Linked DNA regions of Mus musculus: all the other regions are linked to region 2. The links are chromatin contacts, called in public Hi-C and HiChIP or PLAC-seq maps. All regions are on one chromosome and are shown on one strand. Each heading gives the region's core, a stretch centred on a gene start, on an enhancer-like site or on the middle of the called end of the contact. The rest is flanking DNA. Distances are from core to core; before and after follow the strand shown.

Evidence for each region. A called contact is a pair of places that touch in the nucleus more often than the background predicts. HiChIP or PLAC-seq counts read pairs in DNA pulled down with a chosen protein or histone mark.
Region 1: a contact with region 2 is called in an H3K27ac HiChIP or PLAC-seq map of microglia, with 6 times the contacts expected there. The contact joins the enhancer-like site here to the promoter of Lacc1 in region 2. A contact is called at or near these places in 6 of 39 promoter capture datasets (the C10 cell line, embryonic stem cells, hematopoietic stem and progenitor cells and 1 more), 1 of 484 Hi-C or Micro-C datasets (bone marrow-derived macrophages), 5 of 115 datasets of contacts at active chromatin or transcription factors (craniofacial prominence, embryonic limb bud, embryonic stem cells and 2 more) and 3 of 9 other capture datasets (embryonic stem cells, liver and pancreatic islet).
Region 3: a contact with region 2 is called in an H3K4me3 HiChIP or PLAC-seq map of bone marrow-derived macrophages, with 4 times the contacts expected there. The contact joins the enhancer-like site here to the promoter of Lacc1 in region 2. A contact is called at or near these places in 7 of 39 promoter capture datasets (the 3T3-L1 cell line, the C10 cell line, embryonic stem cells and 3 more) and 4 of 115 datasets of contacts at active chromatin or transcription factors (acute myeloid leukemia, bone marrow-derived dendritic cells, bone marrow-derived macrophages and 1 more).
Region 4: a contact with region 2 is called in a Hi-C map of the N1E-115 cell line, with 7 times the contacts expected there. The contact joins the enhancer-like site here to the promoter of Lacc1 in region 2. A contact is called at or near these places in 4 of 39 promoter capture datasets (the 3T3-L1 cell line, embryonic stem cells and hippocampal neurons), 1 of 484 Hi-C or Micro-C datasets (the N1E-115 cell line), 1 of 115 datasets of contacts at active chromatin or transcription factors (embryonic stem cells) and 1 of 9 other capture datasets (embryonic stem cells).
Region 5: an H3K27ac HiChIP or PLAC-seq map of extraembryonic endoderm stem cells shows a contact between it and region 2, with 3 times the contacts expected there. The contact joins the enhancer-like site here to the promoter of Lacc1 in region 2. A contact is called at or near these places in 8 of 39 promoter capture datasets (the 3T3-L1 cell line, the C10 cell line, embryonic stem cells and 3 more), 3 of 115 datasets of contacts at active chromatin or transcription factors (embryonic stem cells, extraembryonic endoderm stem cells and large pre-B cells) and 3 of 9 other capture datasets (adipose tissue, embryonic stem cells and liver).
Region 6: an H3K27ac HiChIP or PLAC-seq map of bone marrow-derived dendritic cells shows a contact between it and region 2, with 11 times the contacts expected there. The contact joins the promoter of Dnajc15 here to the promoter of Lacc1 in region 2. A contact is called at or near these places in 13 of 39 promoter capture datasets (3T3-L1-derived adipocytes, the HPC-7 cell line, cranial neural crest and 7 more), 2 of 484 Hi-C or Micro-C datasets (bone marrow-derived macrophages and pre-B cells), 10 of 115 datasets of contacts at active chromatin or transcription factors (the NIH/3T3 cell line, acute myeloid leukemia, bone marrow-derived dendritic cells and 7 more) and 4 of 9 other capture datasets (adipose tissue, embryonic stem cells, liver and 1 more).

What each region holds. Positions count from the first base shown.
Region 1 is chr14:76,177,344-76,180,955 of GRCm38.p6, forward strand. It overlaps Gm36534 (a long non-coding RNA gene), which reads left to right. Exons shown (of 3, transcript XR_874833.2): 2 at 1,874-1,944. Among named protein-coding and RNA genes, the nearest start is that of Gm36534, 15 kb to the left of the region's middle. Within about 2 kb of position 2,263, at least 31 of the 459 cell types and tissues checked have an H3K27ac peak or open chromatin away from gene starts, as enhancers often do. A contact at or near this core is called in bone marrow-derived macrophages and microglia, where this site is marked.
Region 2 is chr14:77,034,595-77,038,046 of GRCm38.p6, forward strand. Lacc1 (laccase domain containing 1) reads right to left here and starts at 2,023. Exons shown (of 8, transcript NM_172488.2): 1 at 1,903-2,023; 2 at 1,218-1,396; 3 at 199-811. The coding sequence starts at 760. Ccdc122 (coiled-coil domain containing 122) reads left to right here and starts at 2,178. Exons shown (of 6, transcript NM_175369.4): 1 at 2,178-2,377.
Region 3 is chr14:77,974,291-77,977,888 of GRCm38.p6, forward strand. It overlaps Epsti1 (epithelial stromal interaction 1 (breast)), which reads left to right. Exons shown (of 12, transcript NM_029495.2): 9 at 227-307. Among named protein-coding and RNA genes, the nearest start is that of Epsti1, 72 kb to the left of the region's middle. Within about 2 kb of position 1,576, at least 17 of the 459 cell types and tissues checked have an H3K27ac peak or open chromatin away from gene starts, as enhancers often do. A contact at or near this core is called in bone marrow-derived macrophages, where this site is marked.
Region 4 is chr14:77,622,126-77,625,717 of GRCm38.p6, forward strand. The region is part of intron 13 of Enox1 (ecto-NOX disulfide-thiol exchanger 1); the gene reads left to right. Among named protein-coding and RNA genes, the nearest start is that of Gm52115, 27 kb to the left of the region's middle. Within about 2 kb of position 1,391, at least 8 of the 459 cell types and tissues checked have an H3K27ac peak or open chromatin away from gene starts, as enhancers often do. A contact at or near this core is called in the N1E-115 cell line, where this site is marked.
Region 5 is chr14:76,277,312-76,281,121 of GRCm38.p6, forward strand. No RefSeq gene overlaps it. Among named protein-coding and RNA genes, the nearest start is that of 2900040C04Rik, 28 kb to the left of the region's middle. Within about 2 kb of position 1,955, at least 36 of the 459 cell types and tissues checked have an H3K27ac peak or open chromatin away from gene starts, as enhancers often do. A contact at or near this core is called in adipose tissue and extraembryonic endoderm stem cells, where this site is marked.
Region 6 is chr14:77,872,969-77,876,540 of GRCm38.p6, forward strand. It overlaps Dnajc15 (DnaJ heat shock protein family (Hsp40) member C15), which reads right to left and starts at 1,949. Exons shown (of 6, transcript NM_025384.3): 1 at 1,830-1,949. The coding sequence starts at 1,931.

The sequences.
Region 1 (3,612 bases), core at 1,013-3,512, 860 kb before region 2:
TCTGTGCGGTTTAGAACAAAGTGGATGGGGACAGCACCTACTGACACATCACCCCTACCCCCACCCTCCGTCACCCCAGTCATCGGACAGTCATAACTGTGCCTCATCTGGTAGTCTGGGAGAAATGAGCCACCACCTAGACCAGGTAGAAGTCAACAAAGTTGCCACATCAAGGTGCAAATGCCTTGGGGGCCTAGCTCGTGCTGCTTCGTGGGGGACAGCCGATAGACATGGTTGCCAGCGAAGCCGAGCTGAAGGGGATCTCTTACCTTGGCCAGGCCTGTTTTGAGGTGGGTCTGAGAGCACTAAGGTGGCTTTGGAGGGAGGAGATGAGTAGACTAGTCCCTGTTGAGACTTTCAAGTTTATATCTGACCCTCAAGGGAATTCTGATCATAGCTTCCAGATAGTTCTCCCAGGGCCACTACCGAATGAGAGCAACTCCATGGAAAAACTAAGGGCTAGACGGATCCTTTCCGGCCTCAGCCGCACAGAGACAGCTTTCCTCTGGCTTAAATGGACTTTCTTTGTAAAACGGGAGAGTCTGAGTTTTGGGTTTTAAGCTGATTTGCGTAGTGAAGCTTCCGGTGAAGCCCTAACCTGTCCCGTGGCCTCCTTGAATCCCAATCAAAGAGCAATGGGGACGGGGTGGTGGGGAAGCAGTGAAGGAAGCAGCGGGGTGCCGGGGCAAGACTAGAGACCGACCTTAAATGAACATGGGCAAGAGATGAAGGATGGGCACAGTGGGTCGTGAAGGACCCAAGAAGCAGGAATCTATGTCAGTGTCAGGAACCGCTCAAGTCCAGAATGCGCAAAGCCTTGAGAAACAGCAGCTGAGGGGAGATTAAAGTCGCAGAGTCTGAGAAACATCTTCAAGGAAAAGGTCCTGTGCATCCACGCAATGGCCCTGGGAGTGCGGATGGGAGTCATCACCCTCTGAGCTTGTAGGGACTTCCCAGTGGCAAAGCTGGGATTGGAGGTCATCTCCGTCCACATGTTAGGCTCTCCCTACCGCCGTGCATTATGTTCCATGTTCCATAGCTCAAAGGCTCTTTTTGAGTCTGGGTGAGAAGCAGGAGATGGAGGACCTGCCCTGGGAGGAGTGGGATGTTCCTATCTTTTCCTTCAGTGTTCACCAGGAAGCAAAACTATCCTCAAAGCACAGAACAAATGTCTCTGGGGGTGTGTCTTTAAAAAATTATTTTTTTTTTAGATTTTATTTATTTTTATTTTATGTGTATGAGTATTTGCCTGCATGTTATCTGTGTACCATGTGCATGCAGTACCCATGGAGGCCTCAAGGGGGCATACGATCTCCTGGCATTAGACAGTTGTGAGCTGTCATATGGGTGCTGGGAATCAAACCTGGATTCTCTAGAAGAGAGGCCAGTGCTCTTAACCACAGAGCCATCTTTCCAGCCCCACACCCCCATCCCCCACCCCCTTACCCCTCCTCGGCAAGTCTTTTGAGCACTCTGAGACATCCAAGGCTTGGCATAGATGTCTATTTCTTCCCCTACGACTTCCACAGCTCCATCAATCCAGAAATTACTGGCTTGGTGTCTCTGTTACTCACTAGTCTTAAGTTTCTTGGATGGAGGAGCCATGGTTCCTACTTCACGGAAACCCCACCCGCAGCACAGGCTGAATAGGAGTGTGCCAGCAATCATCGCTGTGAATCGGAAGCGATGCCACAAGAGACAGTGAAGTTATCCTGACTTAGCACACAAAGACAGAAGGTAGATTCTAGACTCCACGTGCCCTCTGGCTGACACTAGTCCCGGAGGTATTTGTGGTTATTTCAGAGGTTATCCTGAAGTCCAGAGGTGCACAGTGAACCCCACAACCCATGGCAGAAACTGTTGGATTTTCTAGGCCATGCTGAAAGCCCAGAAGAAGCTGACAGGAGACGATGCGCCTTTCCAATCCCCAGGCCTGCTTCTTGGGTAAGTTGTCACATTAAACATATGGGCATCTTACGAACAGTTTTACACTGCGGGTGATCTGGGGGAGAATATACCCTAGCAATGGAGAAACACACATTCAACTCTGTGCAGTTCAGTATGGTGGCCAGTCAGGACTCACTGTTGTGTTTGCCTGAGTACTGTCGGGAGAGTATTGGTTGAGGACTCTAAGATGATGTGGGGATGTGGGCATGAACCTCGATTTCCGGAAGGTTCTTCAGTTCCTCTCTTCTGGTTGGGAAGTCCCAGGCAGCCTTCTCATTTCTGTATGGAAAGAGCAGAAGTGAAAACTCTCTCATGCTCTTTCCTTATCGTTGCTTCACTGACGTCTTGTGTTGCCTATTTGTCCCTCAGTACTACTCAGGACAATGACATCTGCTCACTGACCCAGGCCATCACCCCTAGGACTGGCCTTGTGTTACTGGAGCCTCCGTACAGAACAGTGAGTGTCTCTGGAGAGAGTGTCCCTGGCTGTGGAGGACTATGTTTTCATGTGTGTGTGTGTGTGTGTGTGGTGTGTGTGTGTGTGTGTGTGTGTGTGAATACACATTTATGTGTGTGTTTGTGGAGGTCAGAAATTAAAATTGGTGTCTTCTTCAATTACTCATCTATTTATTCATTTATTTAGTGTGTGTGTATGTTTACACACATTTGTATACATATGCATGTGCATACATATGGGGGCCAGAGGTTGACATCAGCTGTTTTTCAGGATTGCTCTCCACACTAGACATTGAGGCAAGCTTTCTCACTTGAAGCCAGAGACTGCTGATTCAGCAAGCTCCATCAGCTATTTGTCTGGCAATCCTTGGTCTCTGCCGTGGAGTGCTGGGATTCCGTGGAGTGAAGGGCTGCTCTACCTGCCCAGGGTTTACACAGGTTCTAAGAGTCTGAGTCCTGGTCTTTTCTATTGTGCAGCAAGTGCACGGTAGCCAGCTTATTTTTCGACCTAAAGTCTTCCCCTAAACCAGGAACTCATTGATCCGTCTAGACTTGTTAGCCAGCAAGCCCCAGTGGTCATTCTGCTTCCCCAGTGCTGGGGAGCATAGATGTGCATCACTGATCCAGTCTTCTACATGGGTTCTGGGAAGCAAACGCAGGCCCTCACACTTGTGTGGCAGCTACTCTTCCATTGGAGCCATCTCCCCAGTCCCGAGGATTGTATTCTCTCATACCATTCAAGCAGGTCAGGAAGCAGGAATGGATGCAGAGGCCATGGAGGGATGTTACTTACTGGCTTGCTTCCCCCTGGCTTGCTCAGCTTGCTCTCCTATAGAACCCAAAACTACCAGCCCAGGGATAGCACCACCCACAATATGCCCTCTGCCCTTGATCACCAACTGAGAAAATGCCCCACAGCTGGATCTCATGGAGGCATTTCCCCAACTGAAGCTCCTTTCTCTGTGATAACTCCAGCCTGTGTCAAGTTGACACACAAAACCAACCAGTACAAGTAGGATCTCCGAGTCCTTCTCTGTCAGCGTCCCGTGTAATCCCCATGCCTTGGAGAGCTTGAGCAGGCTCTGAGCATCTGTTGCTTGAGCATGGTGACTGCTACCTTACTTTTTTGACTGCTTTGGCTCAGGCTACTCAGGGACATGAAAAGCATCGATTTACAACAAATGGGGACCAGTTGCGGGCAAACTGAGA
Region 2 (3,452 bases), core at 773-3,272:
CATAGTGCAGATTTGTTTTTTAGGAACAGCTCTGATGAAGTCATCCTTTGAAGCCGCTGACCCACAGGTCCTAAACTCCCCATGTTGCGAAACATGAACAGTTCACAAGAGTCAACAGAGAGAAAAGAAAGGGAAGTGAGGAACTTCTGAAGAAAGTCTGGGTTTTCAGTGCAATACAGAGGACAGTGTGGAAGGTACCTGGGATCAGAGGAGATGTGACAATAGTTAGGTCCCCTTTCAGCGCTGGCAGGCTTCTCAAGTATGTTTCTATTTCATGCTGGATGTCTTCTAGTTCTTGAGTTGTGGTCACGTTTATTCCAGTGGATGGTTTCAAAAGGCTATCCCTCCAAGCTCCCTGTAGATCTTCAAACTCAAACTCATACACCTCGGTGAAGAGTTGACCAACGTAAGCCTTCATTAACAGTTTCCTGTGCTCGGGGACAATCACCTTAATGCAGCTCAGATTTTCTTCATCAATTTTTTGTTTAATTGTATACAAAGAGGCAGCCAGGCAGGGATGGCTAACAGTCTCGAATTTTCCCGCGAGACGTGAAAAGCCATTTCCTGCTTCCAATTCACAGAGGCCATACTCCCCATCCTTTTCCTTGCTGGCATTTCTGCAACATATTATGCAAAGGAACTTGGCCTTGGGAGCGTGGTGGTAGTGAATACCATCCAGTGTCTCCAGTAAGGTCTCATGGCAGTTTTTCTGTGCATTCAATTGTAAACCAGAGAGATCAATCAAGACTGCTTCTGCCATTCTTCAATCAGGCAGTCTTTTTTGCCCCAAAGACTTTTTATGCCATAGCAGCTGTAAAGAAAAGTGATCACAAATAACAATAAATTCGATCTTCTTATAGATACAACCGAAATTTGTGGTGAACAAAAATAAATAAATAAATATAAAAATAAAAATAGGAAGTAAATTGCATCAATACAAAAAGTAACCAAAATAAATGTAGTGTGCAGAGCAGAAAAGCCAGTGCACCATTCATCCTGACAATTAAGGGCAGAGCCATCTTTTATTTTGTGAACAGCTGGGTACATTTTTATAGAATAGAAATTATGCTTTGTTTTCCTTATAGCAGATTTTAAGTACAAAATTACTTGTTGTCTGAGATCAAGTCTTTTTAATTATAGGATGTAAATCTGTTATGTCATTATCCCCATCATGTCTATAAGATTAGATCACATCTCATGAAATACTGAGGTCTCACCTTTAGGATATTAAGTTGAGCAGTATCAGCAGCCAATCTTCTTTGGGGTTGCGGTTGGGACAGGGATTCGAGGCAGAGCTTCTCTGTCTAACAGCCCCAGCAGTCCTGGAACTAGCTATGTAGACCAGGCTGGCTTCGACCTCAGACACCTGCTTGCCTCTGCCTCTGCCTCCCAAGTGCTGGGATTAAAGGTGTATGTCACCAGAAAGAAAGAAAGAGAGAGAGAGAGAGAGAGAGAGAGAGAGAGAGAGAGAGAGAGAGAAGAGTAAAGGTGTCTGTCACCATAAGCAAGCAAACAAACAAACACACTCATTTTTTAAAGGTAAAAGCTAGCCCACAGGCTGGGCTTTCCCCCCAGGTTTACACAGTCCTCCGCACTTGGGATAATCCCAAAAGCCACTGCAACTTGGATCAGGGTCGATTTCTGACCACTTGCAGATTCTCTGAACTCCCTGTCCAGGCTGGAGCTCCCCTCTGCCGACCCTGTGACCCCCAATTCTGACACCTACCATTGCTGAGCCTTCACCCCGACGCCCACCCCAACCTCCGCCCGCCCCGTAGGGCACTGGCGCCTTCATTCATTCTTTCCGCCAGCCGTGCAGGCGACCTCGGAGGAGCCTGGACTGCACGGTGTGCGTCCGTCCGTCCCGTCGCCGCGCCGACCTCCCCTCCGCCCGGGACTCACCGCAGGGCTGCTTCCCGCGCTCTCCTCGGCGGCCGCGAGCTGGGGCGTGAGCTGCAGGCTCGGCGCTCGAACCCCAGTGGCTCCCAAAGTCACCGGCCGGCCGGTCCGCCCGCCTCACCGCGTCCCCGGGCCTCCCGGCGGCCTCGGGCTCCCGCGGGCGTGCGCCCGGGTTTGGGTGTTCCCGCCACGGCCGCGAGGTGGCGCCCTGGAGACGCAAGGCCGAGCCCCTTGCGGGGGATTCCCGCGCCGCTCAGCAGTTCCGGGTCAGCGCCCGCAGTCACCGTGGAGGCCGCCTGAGGCCCGGGCGCTGAGGCGCGGGGGCCCGGAGAGCCGCGGGCGAGCGCGTCCCGTGAGGCGCCCGGAAGGGAAGGGAAGAAGCGTCCCCTCTCCCCGCGGGCCGTGGCGACTCCAGAAGGATCTGCTGACCCAGCAGTGTGGCCAGCTTGTCACTTAGCGCCCTCCAATCCGGGCTCAAGTAAGGGGACTCTGGTGACTTTTGTGGGGGAGTGGCTTTTTTTTTTCTTTTTTCTTTTCACTTTTTGTTTAGTTTTTAAGTTTCTAGTTAGTTTTCATTTTTTCCCCCTTTCGGCTGATTCTGTACTTTCATTTGGGACCAACATCCTTGACTGTTCACTTGTGTTGGCAACGTCGATTTCTCTTACCCCCCCCCCCAAGTGTGTCCCCTCACAGGACGGAATGCATTCATTCTTACAGTAGCAATAAGATAAAAATTAAGGCTCCTTTGTCCCCCAAGGGTTTAATGTTATTTATTTAAAAACAACAATTTGAAAATCAAGTACTGTTGTAAATGGAAAAATACCCACTCTTCAAAATATATGAGAAGGTAAGAGAAAGCGCATTTTCTGAGGACTGGCAATGGAGGAAGGAGAGGGCCTTCATTTTCCTTGGTCTTCCTCCAAGTGCTCAAGTGTTTCCTGAATGAGAAGACTCTAGGGGATCCGGGAGTCTAGAAGTCTTGTTAAGTGTGCACCCATCTCAACTTGACTAGCGGCCAAGGTAACCAGCCCACATAGAACCTACTCCAGGCCGTGTGATCACTTTCAGAGGGCACACATTGAATGCTCGCTGGACACTTCCAGGAACCCTGAGGGATAGATAACACAGATCTGATCAGACATGCATGCCTTGGCATAAACTTGCTGTCTGTTAAGGAAAATGGATTTTTTTTTTTAAAAGCAAGTTTAGAAGCTTTTTTTCTTGTTTTCATGTCCAAGGATGAGAGCTCAGGATTCATTCATGCAACAGCACTGGCAGTAACAAAACTTTCAAAATAGCTAAGTTGTTAGGGAAGTTGTGATAATGTATTTACATACCATTTCCTTCAGCATCTGGTCTGTCTGGGCTGCATTTCTTAACACTCTCTCCCCTTTCCCAGGCTACTACAGAGCCTCTCAATCCTGGTTGCACATGGGAACAAGTAGAACTTAATAGTAGAGTAGGTACCCCACACCCCGGCTGCAGATTGACTCAGAGTCTATGGGAGTCAGGCCTGGGCTTGTTTTGTTCTGCTTTTTTATTTTTATCTCGCA
Region 3 (3,598 bases), core at 326-2,825, 940 kb after region 2:
TAAATCATCCTTTAAAATGCGCTGGATGATTGTGCTTACACTAGCCTTCTTTTTATAGATCCCAGGGGGGGTGTCTTCAGATGGTGTGCATAAATCACTCAGTGAGCAAGTGTGGATGGAAAGCTTAGTGTACGCTCCACACTGTGAGGCTGAGTCATTAGCAGCAGTCCCTGGATAGGAAGATGAATACACTGAGGGTGATGCTTCTCCACTTACACCTTCACAGGCCGGCAGCCAAGCACACAGGGATTCTCCGCAGAAGGAAGACAACCCCAGGCTGCAAAAGACGAGGGATGGACATCAGAAGGTATTCATGAGGCCTTCCTCGTTATGGCAGGTCACTTCCAGTGCCATGTGCTTTTGAAGAAATGTTTGGATTCTTTAAGATAAAAATTGGGGAAAAAAAAACAAAAAACAAAACTGACAGCACTTTACAAACAAAGGATGAATTCTGGGTTTGCTCTGTGGAGATGGCGCCTTCCAGCCACAGCGTTTATGTATGTAGTCCAACAGTGGCTCACAGTTGGTGATGGCAGTTCACAAAGAAGACGATTAACACACACAGGAACACAAAACACAACCAACCCCACTAGTGACCAAGGATCTATGACGTTACAGACGGCATCCAGGGAAGATTCCAATGCTTTGAATGAAGCAGGAGTTATGAAACTAGTCTGAAAGTCTATACATACACATGAAGCATTCCGTACACTTTGAGCAACTGAAACCAGTGGGGTGCGTGCACGTGTGTGTGTGTGTGTGTGTGTGTGTGTGTGTGTGTGTGTGTGTGTGGAACCTCCTGACTTCCTAATGGTGGAATTTCACAATTTAAAATTTGTAGTCTGGCAACTAAAACCATTCGAGGTTGTGATCTGATGGTCAAACCTGCTTTTGATAAGCAGGCACAGACAGTGGAGCACAGAGGCAGTTAAAAGGAGACAGCGAAGCAAAGTGGTGTGCTTTCAGTTGTATAGACATTGAGGACAGTGTAGCACTCAGGGCTGTAGGGAACCAGGTGCATAGCTGTGAGACCTGTGGTATGGTCCCTCTCTATGTGCTGGCTACCTACTCTTCTTCTACCTCCTCAGCTCGTCTCCAGGATTTCAGTGCATTTTACAGAGGCCACGTGCCAGGAAACGGACAGACCATGCCAGGCCAAGGGTTTAATCCTAACTCCTCACAGTATGCTGGTGATTCCCACTTCCCCTTGACTGTGACTGATGTTCGCCATGAACAACAGGCCGTAGATTTGCTCAGGGATGCTAAGGCAGAGTTTGTCGCTCAGTGCAAATTGTTTATTGCTTTGAAAGAGTCTGTTCTTCTCATTAGTTATCTTTCAGGTAAATTTCCTTTTTCTCTTTCTGCATTTTATCTAATACTTCCCACATCCCATTGTTCTTGGTGTTTGTGTGGCACTTCCTCTGTCTGTTGACTGGGTTTTTAACCACTCTGTGTCGCTGATTTAAAATATATCTGTAGTGATAAAAGTGGCCGGCTTTCCTCTTACCCTGTTCCATGGTCTCTTTTCATTTGTGGATTGGTACGTTCTCATTTCCTGTGGTTGGCAGTTCATTTGCACATATTTGTACTCTCACCACGTAACTGACATTCCATTCACAGTATTCTCTTTATTTTTATGATCTCTGGCTGCATTTCCTCTGTTGTGGTTATTAATCATTTCCTTCCCCTCCCCTCCTGAATTATGAGAAGATTTACGGCGCTTCTATTTCTGTTTTTAATCTTCTGTGCCGCCTTTGCTTGTCTCTTCAGATATGAGGATGCATGCATCTCTCTGACTTTCTATCCGAGTTTATCCCCCTGTTCCATCGAGATTCACCATTCCCGGGACATCTATCAAACAGATTCCAGATGCGCAGGGTCATGTCTCCATACATCTTCATTGTTTCCTTTGCATCCTCCCTTTGCATCTCGTTCTGAAGAAGGTCCTTGATCGTCCCGCCGACTACATTCCCTCAGCACTATCCACTGTGCTTATCCGACTCATGGATTGAATCCATTCGCTAACCAAAACTGCCCATTTGCCTTATCTGAGCAACGGTTTGCTTTCTGGGTCTAACATTCTCGTCTCTGTAATGATGGTGGTTACACAGTTATTAATGATTTCTATTTATCATACCAACTCCATTTCCCCTGATCTGATCTCCAATGCATTTGCTTCTTAATATGGTGATTCTTGCTTATGTTTGTCCGGACATGCCGACACCCAAGATAAGCAGCCACTGTCATTATGTGGGGTGGGTGTCTTGTTCCGTGGTCACAGGCACAGGCATGCTGTCCTGTTTTCTCTGAGCTCATTTTCTCCTCTGTTCAGTGCTGTTGCCTGAGGAAAGATCCTGCACTACAATGCTCTGGCTCTTGTCTTCCAGCTGATGCCCTCAGCGGAGACTGCGGTATCCTGGTATCCCCGTATGAAGCTCCCTCTGAGGCGTGGTTAACCCAGCTCTAAGCGAATCCTGCTCATTGGGACCCCCATGTAACAGACACCATTCTCTTCACCTTTTTGGCCTTTCCTAAAGTCCCTCATAGGTTGATTGTACTTCCTGAGTTTTCCATGGGTTATTAGTTTAGTTTAAAAAGTGGAAAGGTAACAAAGAAACCCAGAAAACATTTAAACAGTTAGGAGACAAAATGGTTTATGGAGGCCATTTAAAAAAATAGTACTGCACTGGCATCTTATGGGAAATGCATGCAGAGCTGTGCACAGAGAAAGGAAATTATAACTTTTAAATCCATTTAATACGAAAGAAAAAAAAATACATGAATTCTGTACCAAGGAATTTACAGCAGCAACAATGAGTGAAACTAAAGGAAGTAATTAAGATAAAAACAGAAATTAATAACTTAATAATTAGAAAGTTTGCGAAGCTGCTGTTCTGATACTTCAGTCGCATATTCTGAGATAAAGTCAAGGGATGAAGGAATCTGCAGTAAGCCGGATCCTGGATCAGGGAGATTAAACACACCAATAAAAACAGACAACATTAGAACTGAGAGGCCAGGAGTGTAGCTGTAAGCTCTAGCTGCTGCAGGTAGGCAGTGCTGATAAATGAAAATCTACACGAAGGGGGTGACTTGCTAGGAAAATGTAAGAAGATAGAGTTAAAAGCTCATAAAGAGAAATGAAAATATCTTGATTTGGAAAGTTTTCTGGGCATTCCTTGCCCTCCAACAGACTAAGCTTAATTTTTAGAAATAAGTTCTTTGGAATTTTTACAGGGCACATTAATATTTTTTTTTCTTGTGCTTAGAAACGGTTTCAGATCAAGGAAAAGGATTAAACATGTTTGCCTTTCTTTTAGCTATTGTTTCAGTTTGTGTGCATGTAAGTGTGTGTACATGCACGCGCGCGTGTGCGCACACACACACACACACACACACACACACATACACACACACACAGAGAAAGAGAGGTACAGATCTTTTAGATGTGTTTCCAAAGATTAAGATTTAATATTGAAAAGAAAATCAAAGTAGAAATTTTCTCTTTAATAATTTACCAAGACAAAAGAGTTTATTCTAAAAATGCAAAGGTAACTAGCTAAACGGGAATTTTTTTTTTATATTTCATTTTTGCAGT
Region 4 (3,592 bases), core at 141-2,640, 590 kb after region 2:
CATTTTATCGACTCTTAGTATCTCCTTCTGACAGGATGTTAAAATATGTTTTCAGCTCCAGTTTGGGCAAAATTAACACAGAATGTCTTTGGAGTTTAAGGGTAGTCTTCACAACTTCTGGAAAAAACTATCAGAATAACTCTGGAAGGGGTTAGATGACAGAGTCTTGGTGAGTTTGTAGATTCCCTCAAATTAGTCACTGATCTCAGCCTTTACTCTGTAAGCAGTAAGTGGAAAAGCCTGATTGTGAAATGGGAACCAGTTCTTAGCTGTGCCAGCAAGGGCTCGCTCACCTGGGATTTTAGGAGATGCTCAAAGAAGATGCTGTCAGCACGTTAGCTCACCACCCTCACCTTAAGAGCATCTAGCAGTTTTTAAACACAAAGCTATTGTTCACTATATATTGTTCAAAAACAAAATATAGTCCTGTAAGGAAGGCAAGTGGCTAAGGATGAAAATACAGTTGTTACAGTGCTATGGAAAAAATTTCTAATTTTCTTTTGTCCTTCTATGTAGCACAACTGTATATTGTAGTTTGTAAATCCCAGTAGATTCAATTTTACATTATTTGGGTCTTTTAAAAACCTTCATATATGTTAATGACATAAAAAAATACAGAGCGCCGGGCGGTGGTGGCGCACGCCTTTAATCCCAGCACTTGGGAGGCAGAGGCAGGTGGATTTCTGAGTTCCAGGACAGCCTGGTCTACAAAGTGAGTTCCAGGACAGCCAGGGCTATACAGAGAAACCCTGTCTCAAAAAAACAAACAAACAAACAAACAAACAAAAAACCAAACCAAACAAAAAATACAGAGCAAGTATATGTTCTGCATTGGCTTATGAGCTGCTTCTCCTGAATCATTGGGAGGTGAGGCTACCGTGAGTCTTTGGTCACAGTAAACACCTGGAGGTTCTTGAGGCCTGATTCCTGGCACACCCCTCCCAAGACCATGGTTCAGACCCATTAAATGTGAATGTGGCCGAGAAGCTGTAGCTGTGTAGGCCAGTTACTAATGAAAAGTTCATATCCATTGATTTTCTTCTGTGTCTCTCCATCTAAAATCTTAAAAGGGTGGCTTCCAGGCTGTCAATAAGAGTGGGACATTGGCCAAAGGAATCAATATGACACCATATTAGAGCGTACAGTTCCTAACATTTTAGCACTGGGATGTGCTGACAGGTATCAGTGCCCTCATCCCCTTCTGCTTTGAGGTTCCATTGTTCATCTAAGTACAGTTGGTGGCATCAAGTTATTAGACCCGGACCAGACATCATCCTGACCAGGTAACCACCTACTAATGAAAAAGGGACTTGAAAGAAGTGACTATTTTCTTCCTCTTCTTCAGAAATCCCCCTTGCCATCACATACTTATCTTGTACTTCGAAGCCCTGGCAATTGATGTTTAAAGCAGCCTATTAATTGTTATTACATGAAGTGTTCCATAGCTTTGAGATGTTTCCCTTGTACATCACTGAGTAGTTCTGATACTTGGAACAGACTCATGATCAGTAGCTGTGCTGCCCCGTCTAAGGATGCAATGTGTCAAACCTACTGAGAAGTTTTTTGAGGAAGAAAACTTTTTGATTTAAACTCCAAACATTAGCAGAGAAGTAGAAAGAAACAGATCTAAGGCAACAGTTGCAAGGCAGAGTGTTAACCACAGTGCATCCAGCAGGACATTGTAAGTCCCACAGTGAGTCTTTCCTGGGTCTCCAGTGTCTGTGTCCCAAAACCCTGGATTTCCACCTGGGCTGCCTTGAGTCTGCATAGCTTAAGGCAGTTGTATACATTCCCATTGCCCAGAATTACTTTAAGAATTTTAAATATCTCATTATATTATTATATACACTATACTAGACTATTGTTTAATGCTATATCAGATCAGACTTGGGAAAAGAATCATGACTGAGAGATTTTAAATGGCACAATAGAAAGTTCTCAGAATAGTTGCCAAGTGATTAAAAACACTTACAAAATGGCATATGTGAACAACTCCAAATACATGCTTATATATGCATTATGTTCACAATTTATATGCTATGAGGAGATCTATAGGGAAATGGGTGAAAATATTTAGTATCTGTAAAAGATTACAATTTGTTTTTTTTTCTTTATAAATGATTTTTGTTCTTTCCTCTTTGTGTACTCTGAAAATGACTATGAGAGGCACGTGTGTTACATTAATAATACTGTAATGAATATTGACTTTTACATTATGAATCACAAAAAAGTTAACCAGGTATCAGGCTCAGTACTGGACCCAGCAAACTGTTTTTAAGTCCATTCTAACAAAAATAACTGTTCAGGAAGTTGTCACCATCCCTCGTCTGCTTGAGTGCTATTTCCTTGGAGAGTCTACTATCTGGGTGTAGGCAGAAAGAAGAAATGATTTGAAGAAATGCTAGGGGTGGATGAAACACACACACACACACACACACACACACACACACACACACACACACACACAGAGTCACCGCCAGTGCTCTGTCTCCTAAGTCTCTGGAGCAATAACGGGAAAAGGAAGGCTACTCTGAGCTCTGAGCATGCGCGAACCCTCAATGGCGGACCTGAGCTGCCATCCTCATCCTCTTCGGCTGCCCTTTGATTTCTCATCTTTTTTCCCCCGCCCCCAGGGCCCGGGAGAGCCCACAAGGCCATCAGTGTATTGATTCAACATCTAATTTCAGGGCTTATTGAAGTGCCTCTCCCTGTCTCCCTGCTCCCAGGGTTTTTCTTTATGAGATATGCCTCTAAATATATCTTAAAAATAAAAGTCTGAGGGAGAACACACGTGGCAATATCAATCTTACTGCAGTTCCCACACTCAGGGCAGGCTGGCGCTGGAGGAGGTCTTGAGAGCAATATGTTTCCCTTCTCCCCAATATTCTGAATCTAATAAGGACCAAATATTGAGTCTTTGTGCCCCCAATAATAAGCTGAATTGTTTAATAAATATAAGAAGTCAATAATGGATCTTGTTGAGTTACTGTAATTATGAGTCGTGAGGTGAAATCTGATCTATTTGGCCTAGTCTTTGCAGGGCAAGACATGAGCTTTCTTTCTTGTCGTAGTGACTTACTGACCAGTTTCTATCTTATCTTCATACCGGATTCTTCTAGTATGGTTTGTGTAATTCTGGAAACCACGCCTTTCCCTGGCCTCAGCTCCTTGCCTCTGTGAATTATCTTACGCATTGTCACAATACAAAGCAGTGACAGATTTAACAACATTTACTGAATCCTTACAGTGTGTCTGGGACCAGGGCTTTTGTCTGGAAGTGCCAGATTAAAGGGGAAATTACTAACGTCGTCTTATAAGACTAATTAAGACTCGGTCCCTGAAGTGAAAGTATTGCTCATAAATTCTAGAAAATCTTTACAGCCTGTTGTCAGTCCTCCCTTCCCTAGGAGAGAATCCACACAGTTGTGCTTTGCTGTGCAGTCACAGTTACTACCAAAAGCCAGCCGAGAAACGGGGAGCAATGAGAGAGTCTGAAAAATGTTTGCTCAACTCAACTTTGTGAACACCAGAGAAACCTTTGTGGGCATTTAAGCTGATACAGGGCGGGCCCTCCTGAGAAGGGAGAGCCTCT
Region 5 (3,810 bases), core at 705-3,204, 760 kb before region 2:
CCTCATAGGCTGGTCTGCCACTATGGGATGGTCCATCTTGTTCACCATTGAGCTTTTAGAGTCTGAGCCCCGGGCCTGGCAGTCCTAACAAGCCAGTCCTGGACACTGTGCTCAAAAGACTAATTAAAAAGACAAGCAATGGTGAAAACTCACCAAAGAGAGACGAATCCAATGTGGCCACATCAGGAAGATGAGCACAGAGTCCAGTGCCCTCTCCCACCGAGTCCATCTTCAGGGTCCCAACAGGAAGATCTTTATATACAGGGTTCTTGTATTTAGGTTCAAACACAAGGCAGTAGGTATACATACCTGCGTTCTTGTATTTAGGTTTAAACAAACACAAGGCAGTAGGTATACATACCTGGGTTCTTGTATTTAGGTTTAAACAAACACAAGGCAGTAGGTATACAAACCTATGCAGCCTCAGTTTGGGGGTGGTGCTATCTGTCACCAACCCATCATCTCTTACTTCCCATCTGTCCTCCATGGTGGTCTGACAATTTGTGACACCCCACACCCCGGCAGCAGCCAAGCCTTTGGTCACCTTGTTCTCCCTTCCTGTTTCAGCCCGTGCTAAACTCTGGTCTTGCTCTCTGACCTTGGCAACAAAATAATGTTGTATTTTCCCAAACCTCTCTCCACAGTCTCCCGCCAGTCAGAAACACCAACTATCAACTGCCTGAGACACCATTAAAAGCCACATCCCGGGTTTGGGGAGATGACTCAGTTGGTGCAACCCTTGCCATGAAACCCTGCATGGGGACCTGGGCTGGTCCTCAGCAGATGAGCATCCAGGCAAAAGGCCAGCGTGCCAGTGTGGCAGCGGGCGTGCGCCTGTCATCAGAGCAGCCTGGAGAGGGAGACCTGTCGAGAGCCCCGGGGCTTGCTGCTAGGCGGGCCGGCTCAGTTGAATTGGTGAGCTCTGGTGAGAGAGCCTGTCTCAGAAAACAAAGTGGCTAGGAACGAATACCAACTCTGAACTCTGACCGCTGCACGCATGTATGCACAGGAGCACACACATGGACGTGTACAACGCACATACACCTCGAACACACACAGATGTAATAAAAAATAAATTAGGGAGATAAAATTCATCTACTCACTGCTGCTCCTTGGACTCCTATGAAATTCCCTTCCTGGGTGTATCGATCTGCAGGGTGAGCTGGCTACATCACAGGGCCTGGTAATAAACTGTTTCTCTTCTCTTTCTTCCTTTTTTTCTTTCTTCCTTCTCTCTCTCTCTCCCTCGCTCTCTCTCTCTCTCTCCATGAACCCAAGGAAGAGGTGTGAACTCCAGCTAGTAGCAAGGTGGGAGTCTTATCTGTCCACTATACACGGTGTGTATTGCCTTCTGACCTAAAAAGAGCAGTAGCCAGTGGCCAGACAAAGAAAGAAAGATGGCGGCCTTCCTGAGCCTCAAGTCAGCTTGCTCATGAGCAAATTGCTGTCTGCTGGTTCCTGACCTCCTCTGGGCATTTTACAGGCCGATGAGCTCATGCTCATAAAGAAAGAGTGCAAGCCTTTCACTGAGGTATAATTAATAATCATCTGATAAGTGGATAACAATAATAATGGTGACGTCATCCCTTCCTCCACTTCTGCTCCTGTTGTGTAATAGTAATACCACGAGCTGATGTCCTCCTAGTACACTCAATTAGATGAGCGTCCTCCAGAGCAAGCTTACTCACAGCCAAGTGCTGTCTTGCGTGCCTCATTGCCCTCTCCAGGGTAGCCTAAGGGTACTGAACAGGGAGCAGTGTTCTGTGGGTGTCGGGCTGTGGAGTAATGAGAAAGTTCAAGCTACTCATGACTCAGGCACCAGGACACCATGGCGACCTCCCAGGTGGACAGCCGAGCCTTGGTGAGGCTCATCTTGACGGATTTATCTTATCCCTCAGGCCTCTTAAGCAGGGTGATGTGTGGATGAGTCAGGCCACTTCCTCCATGACATCATCAGAGGGATATGTGCACCCTGGTCAACATGCATCTGTCTAGTTATCCCGGCAGCCAAGGAACCACGTGCAGAACTCGGTTCTAGAGACAAGAGTCGCTTTGGCTTTTTGACAAATCGTAGTTTTACACAGAATCTCCAAGGTAGACACTAAGCTAGAAGAAGCCGTGACGGGGCACGCAAACACAGATCCAAGAGTCGCCACTGTGCCCCTACACGCTTCTCAGGGCAAATGCTGAGGGAGGCAGAACGGAATCCCAGGGAGAAAAGAAGACCTTTCATTTGTAAACGGTTTCTGCTTACAGAGCACTTTCTGCACTTGACCTCACGGCGCCTCACCACAGCTCTGTTTGGGCTCAGTTTATTATTTCTCACGTACAGACGAGGAAACCGAGAGATACTCAGTGAAATCAGAAGAAAGCCTGAAGCCGCAGCCACGCCCGCCTCGGTGACTGTAGGGCTCGCCCCACGTGACTGGGTCCACCAGCTTTGCTCTACTGGGCAGGAGATCATTCATCTTACTCATGGCTGGGCAGTTGGCCGCGGCGCAGGGATGGTGGTAGTGGAAGCTGAGTGGTCACAGCAGTGAAAGTCAGCTCTGGTCAGACGCTGCATAAAAGGGGAATCTAATAAAGGATGCTGCAGCAGCCGCCGGCCTCCCGCTTTGGGAGGGAGTGAAATCAGAGACCCTCCCCGGTTTCCCAAAGTCTGAGAAGGGCAACTTCTAGGGGCTCAGCGGACATCAGGAGCCTTTGTCCTCCAGTCAAACAAGCAGGCACATGGAGCCACAAGCCCAAAGCTCCCAGTCACAGCCTCCATAAGGCCTCCCTTCTTTTGCCTTTTCCTTCGATTCTGTTTCAGATGGACCGTTCTTTCTTTTTAAAACTTTGGATTTCCCACCTTTCCCCTACCTTCTCTTTCTTTTTAAAGCTTTACACAAGTATACGTTATGTCTCTCCTCAGATGAAAATTTCTGTCAAAAATGCAAATGAATCCAACTTTTATAAATATATTCTGAAATATTTGTGGATGGGATCACGAAATCACGGGGATTTTTCTATAAAATATGCTATAGGTTGGAGCTCCGCCCCCTTTGTCTTTTTCTAACTAAGTGAGCATGCACTTTCTGCTTTGATGCGTTGCCTACCCCAGGCCCAGAGCAATGGGGCCAATTCATCATCACAAACTGGAACTCCAAAGACTGAGCCCACATAAACCTTTTCTCTCTATAAGTTGGTTCTCTTGATCATTTTGTTATAGTAACAGAGAGATAACACAAAATAATATCAGAGGAATAAAGGAAAAAGGGAACATGTTACGGTTTCTGAGGGCTCACTTTTCATATTTCTCTCCCTGATTTTCTCTATTGCTAAAAATTTCTATTTAAAGAGGCAGAAAAATAGGAACGGAATTATGCATCTTCCGCAACCCTGTTAAAATGAATGCCTTCTTCTGTATCCATGTTTTTGGCTGTTCCCCCCAATCACCTTCTCCTCTCCATTATCTGATATACCTTTAAATAAACATTTATTTACATTTAATTTACTTATTTGTGTGTACGGGGGCAAGCATGCATACGGCCCTGTGCACATTTGTTGGTCAGAGGACAACTGTCGGGAGTTTATTTTCTCTTCCCATCATGTGGGCTCTAGGCATGGCAGCAAGAGTGTACTTGCTGAGCTGTGTTGCAAGCCTCTCACTTGATCTTTCTTCCTTCCTTTCTTCCTTCCTTCCTTTCTTCCTTTCTTCCTTTCTCCCTTTCTTTCTTCCTTTCTTCCTTTCTCCCTTTCTTTCTTCCTTTCTTTCTTTCTTTCTTTCTTTCTTTCTTTCTTTCTTTCTGTTTTTTGTTGTTGTTGGGT
Region 6 (3,572 bases), core at 699-3,198, 840 kb after region 2:
TTAGTCTATTAACATAAGCCTCAAGATGAAAGGAGAACTATTTGGATAGTACAGAAGCGGAGGTATATTCTACAACTTACATAAAAGTAAAACGAAAAGGTTTCCCTTAATTTCTAATAAATGTCTAATAAAAATCACTCTTTTTCTTCCGTTTTTGTTTTTCAAGAAACTGTGTCTCTGTGTAGTCCTTGCTGTCTTAGATCTGGATCTGTACTCAAGATGACCTCGAACTCACAGAGAGCCTCTCAAGGGCTGAGGGCTTACACCATCTGCTCACTGTCTAATTCTTTTCTCTTTCTTTCCTTCCCCCTCCCCCTTTTTTTTTTCTTCTTCTGAGACAGGGTTTCTCTGTGTAGTCTTGGCTGTCCTGGAATTGGCTCTGTCAACCAGGCTGATCCTTCTCAAGGCCAAGTTTTCCTTTCCTAACACCCTTTTGTCAGTTTCCCATTATTTTCAGTTACCTAAAGTCATTACTAATAATCTTGTCGTCTACCTCACTGTTTGATTTAGACCAGGTATTCTCAACACAGTCAACATCGATCCCTCAGGGACAATCTGAAAACGCTGTGAAGCCCTTTTGAGCTTCCACAGTAGTTTGCCTAAGAGGAAGAGTACTTTGTGGATGGTCGACTCCCGATTTCAAAAGTCCTATCATGTGCAAGGCTGGCCAACCAGGAATAAAAAACCATCCCTAACTCTCCAAGTGTTACAAGATGCCAGTGACATTAAATGGTGAATAACCAGTTTCTGGCCATCTTTGTTTTGTTAAGAACTTTCAACCATTTATACTTCTACTCTGTTTTAGTACAGGCTTAATTTTCCATAAGTGAACTTACCCTACAAAGTGAGGAGACATTTCTAACAATTTACCTCAGAGTGTTTGCTTTTTTGGGAAAAAAAAAATTTTTTTAAATAACAACAGGATGCCAATATCTGATAGGCCAGGAAGTAAGAAGGCTGAAGCAGGAGAATCGTAAGCTCCAGGCCAGCGTAGGAAATACAGTGAGTCCTTTTAAAAAATAAAATCCTGCCGGCTTGGCATTTGTAGCTGTCCCATGTACAACTGCTGCAATGCGAGGGCAATATGATCACTTCATTGCAGCCTGTAATATAATAAATAACGTGAAGGCATTTACAAATTCAAACAGCTACTTATTACTAAGAAGATATTTACTTCACCGTTACGTTTCAATTTGACTATTATATTGATTTTTAGAAACTTTAATTTCATGTCAGGATATCACAAGAAAGTTGGTTTTTTTTTTTGTTTTGTTTTGTTTTTGTTTTTGTTTCTGTTATAGAAAGGACAGTGGCGTGAACTGGTGAAGACTCCCACAATTTAGCATTCCTGAGGCTGGCTGTTAAAGAGACCTCCTAAGTTATGTCCTGAATTCTAGACTCTCCTACAGATGTGAACGAGCGGGGTGACTCGGTCAGTGGAGGTGATGGCTGACTTGAGTTCGATCTTCAGGAACCACAAGGTGGAAGGAAAGAAGCCGCCTCAATAAATCGCAAGCATTTTCTGCCCGGATCTAGGCTGAGTTGCTCCAGACTTGGGGGTGCTAGAGGTCCCAACTGTTCTCACGCAGCTTCGCGCCCTGGTTCTTAACTACTTTTCCCCAAGGGAGGCTCCTGGCTCCACCGGGCCCCCTCTGCCCAGGGGGAACCCATGGGTCTCTTCACTGGATAACCGTGGGCCTGTTCTGTGGTCCGTGACACTTTGAGGAGACAGCCAGGTACCACGCCGGGCACAGGCAGCCGGGCAAGGGGGTGGGAGTGGGAGGTCTTGGGGTTTAGGGGTGCAGGTCAGTGGCGGCCGGCAGACTCACCGCTGTGTGGTCGATGTCGGCGTCCGACCTTTGGGCAGAAGGAGGCAGGTATTCGGCGTAGCGCAGCCCCTCTCTGGAGGTCACGCCGCCACCGGTAGCCATGGCACTGCAGGACTCCGAGGACGCACTGAGTTGTCTACGGGGCGTCCGCGGGGACAAATTAGTGCGGACCGGTTAAGTTCGCGCTCTGAGTAGGTGTTCAGTTTTATTAGTGGAGACCTGGCTGCAGAGAATCTGGTTCTCATTCCATCTCCGATAAACTGACCCTGTCAAAGCCCGGGGTCAGACCCTTACAGAGCCTTGTTTGTTTGTTTGTGCCACCCTCCACTATAACAACCAAGCCTGAAGAGGCGGGGCCTTCTTAGGTCTACCTTGAGTTTCCTCTAAAACCAGGCAGGGAGAGATTCCAAAGTACCGCGATGGTGCCTGGGAATAGAAACAAGGCCAGGGAGGGCTTCCTTGCTTGACCTTCCCAACTAGAAATGAATGTGATTTCACATGTTAGTGAAATCACTGGGAAGATACTGATGATCCACTAACTTGCGCTCACAGCAAATGATTTTGACTAATTTGAATACATAAAGACTTAACTTCATTATTAATGTTTAGGTCAAGCTTTCTCGAACAGATATTAGGCAATAACTGAAGCTAATACGCTTTCTAACCCCTGTACCAAGTTGGCTGCTGTTTTACCCTTTATACACTTTGCAATCCAGCCTACAAGAAGGTTTTTTTTTGTTTTGGGGTTTGGTTTTTTTGTTTTGTTTTGTTTTTTTACATTAAAAGTTGTAAGAACCTAGCTGGGCGTGATGGCGCACGCCTTTAATCCCAGCACCCAGGAGGCAGAGGCAGGCAGATTTCTGAGTTCGAGGCCAGCCTGGTCTACAAAGTGAGTTCCAGGACAGCCAGAGCTATACAGAGAAACCCTATCTTGAAAAACAAAACAAAACAAACCATACAAACAAACAAACAAAAAACCAGTTGTAAGAACCTATTAATTTATCCATATATTATTATTCTCATGCTTAGGGCCTGAAGGAATTTAGAATCAGGAAGGAAAGATTACATTAAACACCATGCTAGTACCATATACTAAAAGCACGAGCAAGCATGCTAGATTAGCTACAAATGAAAGCAAAATCAGTGTCAGAGTTCACAGAGAGAAACGAGAACAGCCACAAAGGCTTCCTTGGAGGCTCAGCCACTGATGTGGTCAGTAGGGAGCATGGGGTTTGTTTTAGTTAGAAGAAGAAAGGGGTCACAAATTCCACATGGAAATAAACACCAAGAATTGAGCCGGTGATATGTAATAATGTGTTAAAAATACTTCAGAACTCTTCAGAAACACGGCTTTATTACATAAATTACTTTATTAAGCCAATCCACAATTATTCGTGATCAAACCAAATGAATTGGATTGAAGCCTACATATCATGCATTCATCATCCATGTGTTCAGTGTATTCAATTTATTGAGCATATGTCAGGTCTTGGGTACAGTGCTGGGGGACTGTGCCTTTAGCATCAAGTAAACAAATAAGGTCTCCGAGTCCTTGGAGTTACAGTCTAAGGGAGGCTAATGATGTATCCTAGCAGCTGGACCCTAACAGTCATAGGCTGCTAGCCTGGAGCAAACAAGCAATTAGAGCAAGACAGGAGTGAGCCAGCTCTTTTTAGAACAGTGCACCTGCTCAAGAGCTGGGAAAAAGCTTCCAAAGTGGAAGCCAGGAGAAAAAGGGGGCTG